Linked DNA regions of Sus scrofa: region 1 is linked to region 2. The links are chromatin contacts, called in public Hi-C maps. All regions are on one chromosome and are shown on one strand. Each heading gives the region's core, a stretch centred on a gene start, on an enhancer-like site or on the middle of the called end of the contact. The rest is flanking DNA. Distances are from core to core; before and after follow the strand shown.

What was found. A called contact is a pair of places that touch in the nucleus more often than the background predicts.
Region 1: a contact with region 2 is called in a Hi-C map of liver, with 6 times the contacts expected there. The contact joins the promoter of DDRGK1 here to the promoter of RNF24 in region 2. A contact is called at or near these places in 2 of 47 Hi-C or Micro-C datasets (heart right ventricle and liver).

Annotation. Positions count from the first base shown.
Region 1 is chr17:32,477,984-32,482,897 of Sscrofa11.1, forward strand. DDRGK1 (DDRGK domain containing 1) reads left to right here and starts at 1,998. Exons shown (of 9, transcript NM_001190212.1): 1 at 1,998-2,165; 2 at 3,366-3,563; 3 at 4,734-4,846. The coding sequence starts at 2,075.
Region 2 is chr17:31,703,281-31,708,181 of Sscrofa11.1, forward strand. It overlaps RNF24 (RING finger protein 24), which reads left to right and starts at 2,075. Exons shown (of 6, transcript XM_021078063.1): 1 at 2,075-2,240.

The DNA.
Region 1 (4,914 bases), core at 748-3,247, 770 kb after region 2:
TAAGGATCTGGCGCTGCTGTGAGCTGTGGTGTAGATCACAGATGCAGCTTGGGTTCTGCGTTGCTGTGGATTTGGCGTAGGCCAGCGGCCACAGCTCCGATTTAACCCCTTGTCTGGGAACCTCTATATGCCTCGGGTTTGGTCCTAAAAAAGACAAAAAAAAAAAAAGCTAATTTAGGAGTTTCTGTCTTGGCACAGTGGAAACTAATCCGACTAGGAACCATCAGGTTGCAGGTTCCATCCCTGGCTTCACTCAGTGGGTTAAGGATCCGGCATTGCTGTGAGCTGTGGTGTAGATCGAAGAAGAAGCTCGCATCTGGTGTTACTGTGGCTCCGGTGTAGGTGGCAACAACAGCTCTGATTAGACCCCTAGCCTGGGAACCTCCATGTGCCACAGGGTGCGGCCCTAAAAAGGCAAAAGACAAAAAAATAATAATAACAATAATTATCAAAATTTATGTATGTTTTAAAAATGCTATCCTGCCCTTTTGCTTGTATAATTGTTCATTTAATATGTAATATTGTATAATAGTTTATAATCATATAAATGATGAACTATTTCAGACTTAACAGAAAACAATAAATGCTCAAGTTCCCACCATTCCAATTTAACAGATGTTAAGGTGTTAACCTGTGTCTATATTTTTTCTAATCTTCCCCCAAATACATGGGTCCTGGGATCTTTATTTATTCCATCACACATGCAAAAAAGCTTCATTTGCTACTATAATAGCAAATTCCCAGTGGTTGTTATTTGCTTTTGTTTCGTTTTTTTCTTTTTTGGTCTCCCCGAGGCATATAGAGTTCCTAGGCCAGGGATCAGATCTGAGCTGCATTTGTGACCTATGCAGCAGCTGCAGCAACTCCAGATCCTTAACCTGCTGGGCCAGGCTGGGATCAGACCTGTGAGAGATGCCGTTGATCCCGTTTTGCCACAGTGGGAACTCCTTATTTGCTTCTTTAAAAATCTTGAGTTTACATCCTTTCCCAATTTTTTGTAAACAACTTTATTGTGGTATAATTTGTTCATATCTTTTTTTAAAAAGTGTCAAGAATTAAAGGATGATTTAAATTCCCTGTAAGTATTTAAATTCCAAGTCCTCACTATGGAAAACTGGATCAATAAATCTTGTACAGCCTAATAAGTTTATTTTAAAATGGTATAAAGGAGTTCCCTTGGTACCTCAGCAGGTTAAGAATCCAACAGTTGTCACTGCTGCGGCTTGGGTTGGATCCCCAGCCAAGGTACTTCCTCATGAAGCAGGTGTGGCAAAAAACAAAAAAAATGTATAAAATTCCAGGCCTGAGTACCAAAGCATATCATAATTTATTTATATAGAAGGTTTACTCTCCCTTTTCAGTGAAATCAGATGTCACAGATGTAGGCAAAGCTCTGCCCTTAATGCCCTCCAACTTCTTCCCTCCCAAAAAGCAACCACTATCCTGAGGTTGGTATGTATCATTCCCAAGCATCTTTTTGTGCTTTTTCTGCATATGTATGTTTCCATAAACACTGTGGTATTTAGCGCTTTTAAAGCAAACATAAATGTCACACTGAACATAACCCATAATTTCTTTCTTTTTTTGTCCTTTTTTTTTTTTTTTTTTAAGGGCTTCAGCTGCGGCATATGGAGGTTCCCAGGCTAGGGGTCCAATCGGCAGCTGCCGGCCTACATCACAACCACAGCAACGGGGGATCCGAGCTGCCTCTGCGACCTACACCACAGCTCACAGCAACCTTGGGTCCTTAACCCCCTGAGCAAGGCCAGGGATCAAACCTGCATCCTCATGGATGCTAGTCGATTCCTTTCTGCTGAGCCACGGCGGGAACTCCTGCAGTAATTTCCACTTCATTTTTTTACGCCCCTATAGTTAATTTTATTTTATTTTTCATAATTCATTTTAAAGTTAAAAATTAGGGCCTCTGACTTTTGCGTGCCGCCTGGGCGGGGCCTAGAATGGGAAGTGGGAGGGGCCACATGGGCATTGGGAGGGGCCACATGGGCATTGGGCGGGGCCTAGGAGATCCAGGGCCTCAGGGTGGACGCGCAGGTTCCGCCTGGAAGCCACCGTCATGGTGGCTCCCGTGGTGTATTTGGTGGTGGCGGCTCTGCTCGTTGGCTTTATCCTCTTCTTGACCCGCAGGCGGGGCCGGGCAGCAGCAGGTAGGAGATGCTGCGGCGCCAGAGCCGGTAGGGCCGCGCGTTCCCTGCCTCCTTAGCCTCTGTAGGCCGTCGCGCCGCGGCTCCTGCGCATGCGTTGGTTTGCCTGGCTGGGCTGACTGGCCGTCTGTGCTTAGCGGCGCTCTCCGCGCATCAGATAGGCCGTGCGCGTGCGCCTGCGTGCGCAACGGAGGGCTGGCGGGGACTCTCAGAGCATGATCCCAGCTCTCGGATCGAGTGTCCGGGTCCCTAACCTTTCTCCTGGCCCCCAAAGAGGGTCTCGTCTCATTTCTCTCCTCGTCCCCTGCCACTGCAGAAAGGCCAGGCCCTGGCGAACACTCCCGTCCCTCACTGGGGCAGCCCGCCGCTCTGACCCACTGGGTGCCCAGAGGTTTCCCATCCCTCCGAGGCTGGCCCTGGAGCAGTTGACAAGAAGGCGGCACCTAAGTGTTTGCTACTTGCCCAGGAGATGAATAGAGCATGAGGTGGCTCCAGGAAGCTCTGTCCGTCCCCCAGGGCACCCTCTTTCCAGTTTTGCAACCTGCCCCAAAGGCCATATCATCTACCAGGGCCCAGAAGAGATACACCTGTCATCCTCCATCCTACCCCCCTCCCCTTCATTTCTTATCACCATATGGGTATGTGCGTATGTTTCTCCCTGTCCCTGGGCCCACAGGCCACATCAGAACATCTGCCAGGGGTAGGGCACGGAGAAGCTGAGGTAAGGCAAATAGCCAGTAAATCTTCCTGGGAGGAGAGACTCAGACCCAGGTGTGCTCTCTGATTGGGATGCCAGGTAAAACCATGGCAGGTGGTGTTAGGCAAGAGATAAATGCCGTCCTGCAGTGGGCACTCACATGAGGTCTGAAGAGGTCAAGGTGGGCTTCCTAGAGGAGGTAGAGCTTCAGCTCCATCTTCTAGAGTGGTAGTCTCCTAACAGGCCAGCTGGAAAGGTGGGGCCTTAAGAGAAGAGAAAGGAATTGACACAGGTGTGAAGGAAGGGGTGATCTTGCTGCCTAGGGTTTGAGTTTGGGTTATGAAGGCTTTCACAGTCAGACTGAGAAATTGGGACTTTGTGCAGTGGACAGCGAGAGCCTGGAGAAATTTGACCAGATGAGATCAAGGCTTCCAGGATGCTGCTCCTGCTGCCATGATGTGCCATTGGGCTGCTGGACATCATCGGGGCTCTTCTCGTCCCTACAGCTGGCCGAGAGCCATTGAACAATGAGGAGGAGCTGGGAGTAGCAGGCCGAGTGGCCCAGCCTGAGCTCGATGAGCAGAGAGCCGGTGGCAGGCCTCGGCGTCGGAGGGATCTGGGCAGCCGCCTGCAAGCCCAGCGTCGAGCCCAGCGGGTAGCTTGGGCAGAAGTGGATGAGGATGAAGAGGAAGTCATCATCCCAGGTGAGAGGGGCCCAGCCTGGTGGAGAGGGGGCCTTTAGAGGGTGAGAGTACCCTGCAAAGCTGGGCAGAAGAGTGGAGTGTGAAGCCATAGTGTGGGAGGGATGTCTGGGAGCCGTAGGAGGTAGTTAGGGGAGACTTAGGACCCAGCCTCTGGTCCTGGGGACTAGCAGTCCTGGACCCTGATCCTTATTCCATTGGGCCAACTTCTTCTTCCTTCATTTTGGCTCTCAGTGCGAATCAGGAGGGCAGGGGTCTTTAGATTGACCTAGAAAGTTCCATAGTCCATTCCTTCTTTCCTAGCACTCTTCCTGGTGTGGGCACCCTCATCCCCTGAGGGCTTCACCCTAGGACTAGAGTGCCTGGCCATGAGCTTGCGCGGTTTCTAGAGTGTCATCAACCATAACCCTAGAAGTGTGTGGGGATAGAGGCTTTTTGTTGGCAGAGGCCCCCATATCCCTGGTGCTGGGAAACTAACAGTGCTCTGTGGATTGTGGGAAAGAATGTCTCTCCAGTACTCAACACCAGGCTTGAGCTAGAGGAGCTATTTGGGGCTTTTGCCCTTGGACCCTTGAGAACTAGCCCCTTTGGCTCAAAAAAAGAGGCCTTATGTCACACCATCCCTCCTGTCTCACACTTGGGGGTCAGACATCAGCGGGCCTCTAACTTTTAGCTGGCCCTGGTATAGTCCTGGGGTTTGGGCTCTCTTTTTGCCTTGGATCTCATGGGACTCATGGATAACCCTGGCGAGGGGCTGATCCCAGAACCTCAGCAGTTCCTGACCACAATGAGGATGATTTTAGATTTGGGATAGGGATAAATTTCCGCATGGGGCCCTCCTCCCCTGGAGGTTTGTCTCAGAGACAGAAACCAGGGAACTCTGAAAGTCTAAACAGTCCTGCCTGTGATTTTTTCAGACACTCAGGTGAGGAAACCTGGAGTTCCCCTCTTTAAGGCTGTGCAGCATCTAAAGTTACCTGTTTTCTTGCCCCCCTACCCCCCTCCACCTGACATACACACACCCTAGATGAATTCCCCCAGCAGCTCCCTCTAGAGGGCAGAGCTGGGCTGGTAGTATTTGCCACCCAAGAGGAGAGAGACAGGGAGTAGAGTAAATCCATCATTAGCCCTCTCTGGGCAGGACTTGAGGTGTCTTTCTCTGACCACACTCAGCCCTGGAGGAAGAAATCATCGAGAAGCCAGTGGAAACTCACCTGTCGGGGAAAATTGGAGCCAAAAAACTACGGAAGCTGGAGGAGAAACAAGCACGAAAAGCCCAGCGTGAGGCAAGCAGGAGGGATGGGGTGCAGCCCTGAGAAGTGAGAAAGGGCCCTGCCTTCCCTGTCCCCTGTGG
Region 2 (4,901 bases), core at 825-3,324:
TTAACCACTGAGCCACAAAGGGAACTCCCTAGCTAAGCTCTCTAAACAAACAAACAAAACATGTTTCCATACATGGGACAGGGGAAGGAAGGAGGGAAGGGAGGAGAAAGAAAAGGGAACTCAGTCTTTCTTTCCCCTGTAGAGCCTCCCTGACCCACCAGGGGGCACCACCACCACCAATAACCACTGCACACCCACTGTGTGCCAGTCACCTGCCAAGTCCCAGGAGACATTGTTTCTGTCTTGGAAGGGCTCACATTCTGGTTGGAGAAAAAAAAAATAAGCAAATGAGTAGAACTTTAAGTGTGACTGGTGCTGAGAGAGAAATAGGTAATGGGCACAGGTGGGAATTCCAAAAGAAAGTCCGTCAACAAGGGGAGGGCAGGAAGGAAGACTTAATTAAAAAGTGACTGTTGAGGGAGTTCCCGTCGTGGCGCAGTGGTTAACGAATCCGACTAGGAACCATGAGGTTGCGGGTTTGGTCCCTGCCCTTGCTCAGTGGGTTAACGATCCGGCGTTGCCGTGAGCTGTGGTGTAGGTTGCAGACGCCGGCCAGTAGCTACAGCTCCGATTCGACCCCTAGCCTGGGAACCTCTATGCCGCGGGAGCGGCCCAAAGAAATAGCAAAAGACAAAAAAAATATAAATAAATAAATAAAATTTCATTTAAAAAAAAAAAGTGACTGTTGAGTGTTGCTAGGTAAGTGTTGCTTCTCTAATCAAGGGAAAAGCAGGAACACCAGGCACTGAAGGCGAGACACTCTGATGCTGTTCTGGAAATGGCTAGAAAAGAAGTGCTAAAGTGCCACTGGGCAGAGAAAGAGAAAAAGACAGCAACATGGGCAGATTTGCATATCATGAGAATTGACTTGCATAAGAATGTATTGAGACTTCAGCAGTAGAGCTAGAGAGAGTTGAGGAGGACTGATTTAAACAGTGAGAGGTAGCAGATCCTCCTGGCAACTGGTCCAGTTGAGCTAGGAAGGGAGGGAGAGAAGGGAAAAGGACCCCTGACACAGGCTTCAGTGACAGGGGGTGAGGGATAGGTTGTTGATAAGCACTCTTTCTTTTGCCACTCTCTCTCTACCCATGCTTCCACCCATCTCTTACCTTACAGAACTTCTTGAGATGTTCGTTGATGTTAGTCTTTACTTCCCCCCTTACCTTGGATATTTATTGTTTGCCAAAGAAGAAGGAACTTGCCTACAGGCGCTTTCTACTATTATTTTGCTTCCCAAAATTAAGCCCCTGAGCTGTTTATGGTTTGTGTGAGGGGGCTTGGAGGGTAGGAGAAGAAAGGAGACTCTCAAGGGGTGATTTAGGGACTGAAACAAAGTGGGGCAATTGTCTCTGTAATTTCCCTGAGCTACAGGGCCCACACACTCAGCCGAAGAGCCTCAGAGACTCCCAGCAGCCCCCGAAGAGTTCTGTGGCCCACGAGTAGCAGAACCAAGGGGCTGGGAACAGGAGAGTGTCTCTGCAGAACACACTGCCTGCCAAAGACAAGGGGCCTCCACTTGATCTTTGGAGATTCATTAGATAAACCCTAAACCTTCTTATTACAGAAAGGGCTGAGATTTCCTCAAAACAAAGGTCAATTCCTGGCCTGCTCCATGGAATGGGAGCTGGGGCCTGGTCGATGCACATAAATAAAGTAATGCACTCTTTCTTGCACACACTCCTCTCCACTATTTGGGCAGATTCTGGGTATCAGAAGTCTGAGAGGATCTGCTGCAGGTGACACAGATGGAGGAAAGAGGCAATGTGCACCTTATCTATCGGACTCCTGTGACCCGGAATGCTGGCAGTCTGGGTGCTAGGAAAGAGGTAGCGTTCCAAGCTTTCCCTTTAAAAAATGCTTATAGGACAAGAAAAAATACTAAACACAGGCGGAGGAAGACAGCTCCGCCCTGGGACAACCCCAACGGGCGGAGCGAGGACTGGCCACCGCGCTCCGCGCCTGCGCACTGCGGACTCTGAAGTCAGGACGATCTCAGGGAGGTGGGCGGGGCTGCCCGGGCATCCGGGTCCCTCACCCCGCCCCCGCTGCATGAATGAGAGGCGCGGTGCCGCCCCTCCCCCACCGGGCCCGCCCCTCGCCGGGGCCGCTGCGCGCAGTCCGCCGCTGCCACCTCAGCCGCGCTAGGTCCCGGCAGACGCCAGCCGCTAGCCTCCAGACGCTGACGGTCCTGCCACGCTCGCCGCCGCCGCCGCCGCCGCCGACGCCGCGGGCACGACAGAGTAAGTGAGCAAGCAAGGGCGGGGGCGCCGAGGGTCGTCACCCCCAGTCTGGGGCTTAGTGGACCGGGCGGGTCCAGGTTCGGGATGCTGAGGAGACCGTGGGCCCACTCCAGCCTCCCCCACTCACACTCCTGGCGCCTCCGCGGGGAGCTGGGAGGGGTGGGACAGCTGCCCCAGGTCGGGAGGGACGCGGAGGAGGGTCCGCCCCGATCCGGAGGGTGGGTCACGCACAAAGGGAGGCGCGGGGCTGTCCCCGGGAGGTCACAGAGGGACGGTGCGGGGCACCCCGAACGCCCTCCTAGCCAGTGCCCGGCGTCGGGTCCCCGGGCGTGGGAGGCTCCTAGGATGAGCAGGGAGGACGAGGTTGGCTAGGACGGCTGCCTGCGTTTTGGCGATGGGAACGCGCCGTGGGGGGTGCGGCGTGGCAGTGTTTTCCTGGTCCCCATCTGCTCCTCCCCTTTCTTTGTGGCGTTTGTCTCGTGCCCATTTGTCACTGTGTGTAAACTGTGGTCTGGGGTAAGACCTCTCGCCTCGGCTAACTCATTTAATGAAAGTCAGGTGCGGGCCTGTCTGTGAGTAGGGGGCGTGTGTGCGTCCTCAGGCCGGAGAATTAAAGACCCTCCTTTGTTTCCGGAGACGTAATGGTGTGTGTGTCACCTATGAAATGAGAGAATCAGAGATCATTAAAAAGGGTATGAGGAAAAAAGATGTATTACTCCATCAGATCGTCACCTCGTTCTGCCTCTGCTGTTTTTTCAAATAGTATTTCTTTGTTTCTTACTGTAAAAGCAGTGGGTTAATTGAAAATATGCCTCTAGTCTCATATCTGTTTATCTAGAACACTTGGTTTTGGGGTTTAGTCAGTGGTCATATACTCATATATATGTACATGAAACTACCCTACATTACCAGTTAACTAAAATGCACTTTTTAGTTCATTGGTAATATGTCTATATAGTCATACTGGTCTATAGAAATACTCCAACATATCTATGACACTGTTTTCTCTGCTTCTCTGTAAGGCAGATTTTGTTTCTTCCTGCCTCTCAATGTTAATAAGAACGTAGTCCAGCAGGTTCTCTTCACCTCTTTGCCTTTTTTTTTTTCCCCCTTAATGCTTTGGCAAAGGGTTTTATTGCGTATTACCCTGGCATGCACCCTTGCTTTGATCTGAATTTCCCTGTGTTGTTGTCTGGTTATGCAGCCCAGCTCAATGGCTCCTCTTACAGGACTGCTGGAAAACAGAACACCTTTTATCATTGTCCTCATCCCCAGAGAAAAGAGGAAGCTCTGCAGGTTCCCACATACTTAGGCTCTGTGGAACTGACTTTGTTGTCTAGGTGAAGTTATGAGGAGTCACAGCTGATGTGAACCAATTAAAAAGAAGCAATTGTAATACCACAGCTGTTCCTTGCTATTTCACTTGGATCTTTTTCTCTTCTTAAACCAGATTTTGTAAGTTTTAGAAGATAGTGGGTTGCATTTTCAGTTTCTTTATTACCGTTATTATTTTACAGAGTGACAGGAAATTAGCTAAACTCAGTTAATGTAAGAAACATACCTCCAAAGCATTTTTATTATGATCTTTTGATTCAAAAATAGCAGCAATTAAAAAAAATTAAAAGGAACTCATTAGATGATATGCCTAATTGAACTGATTCAGTTTTAAGATTCTCTTTAAGATTATATTTTAATCACATGTATTTTAATTCCTGGTAGTTTTCAGTGCAAAATGAAATCTAAATGAAGCAGGCTTCCGCAGCATCTGTTTGTGTATGTTCCCTCTGAAAAAAAACATTTGCTTTTAATTTGAAGGGGAAATTTTCCATTGGTTGGAACAGGATCCATTTTTCTTGGTTAAAATCTTACCTTATGTTAGCACGGTGAAATTCTTTTAAAAAAAGTTAAAATTAATGAAAGACGATTTTTCAATTTGGAATTTTGGTTTTATGATGTAAGATCTAAATAAACTTTTAATATAAATGAACTTATACCTTTAAAAAGTGAGGCCTTCATTAACTACATAAAGTAGTGTCACTAATATTGAAACAACCCCAGTGATTTATAAACTGCTTGCTTAGATTTTTTTCTTTTCTTTTTTTAGGAATCCCCTCAAAACAAATCATAAGGGGAAGTCTTAGATAAACAGAGTAGTATAACCGGAATTATCACTGAAATAGGCTTGCAAAGTACCACAATATTGTGGAACTTTAGTTTTGCAAGAGTGACTTTGCTATTGTTTGTATCAACAAAGGAAACTAAAAACATCTTGGCCTTGTTATTCAGCATTCTGTTAATCAAAATCTTTACCAACCTATAGTTTAGCATTTTTGTAGTATGATGACTGAAGAAAAATTCTAAAATAATATATCTATGTCGACAAAATAGGTTGTTATTTTAAATTATGTTTTAGTAATGAATATAATCTTTATGTTCATTAGAAAGACTAATATTGTTGTGTTAGTGATGGTAATGGTATATATGATGACATTTTGTTACCCAAACTGGGATACATTATCCTCCTAGCATTTTCTATCAATAATTGCTTTCTGGAGGTCCCGTTGTGGCTCAGCAAGTTAAGAATCTGGCATCATCTCCATGAGAATGCAGGTTCGAGCCCTGGCCTCACTCAGTGGGTTAAGGATCCAGCATCGACGCAAG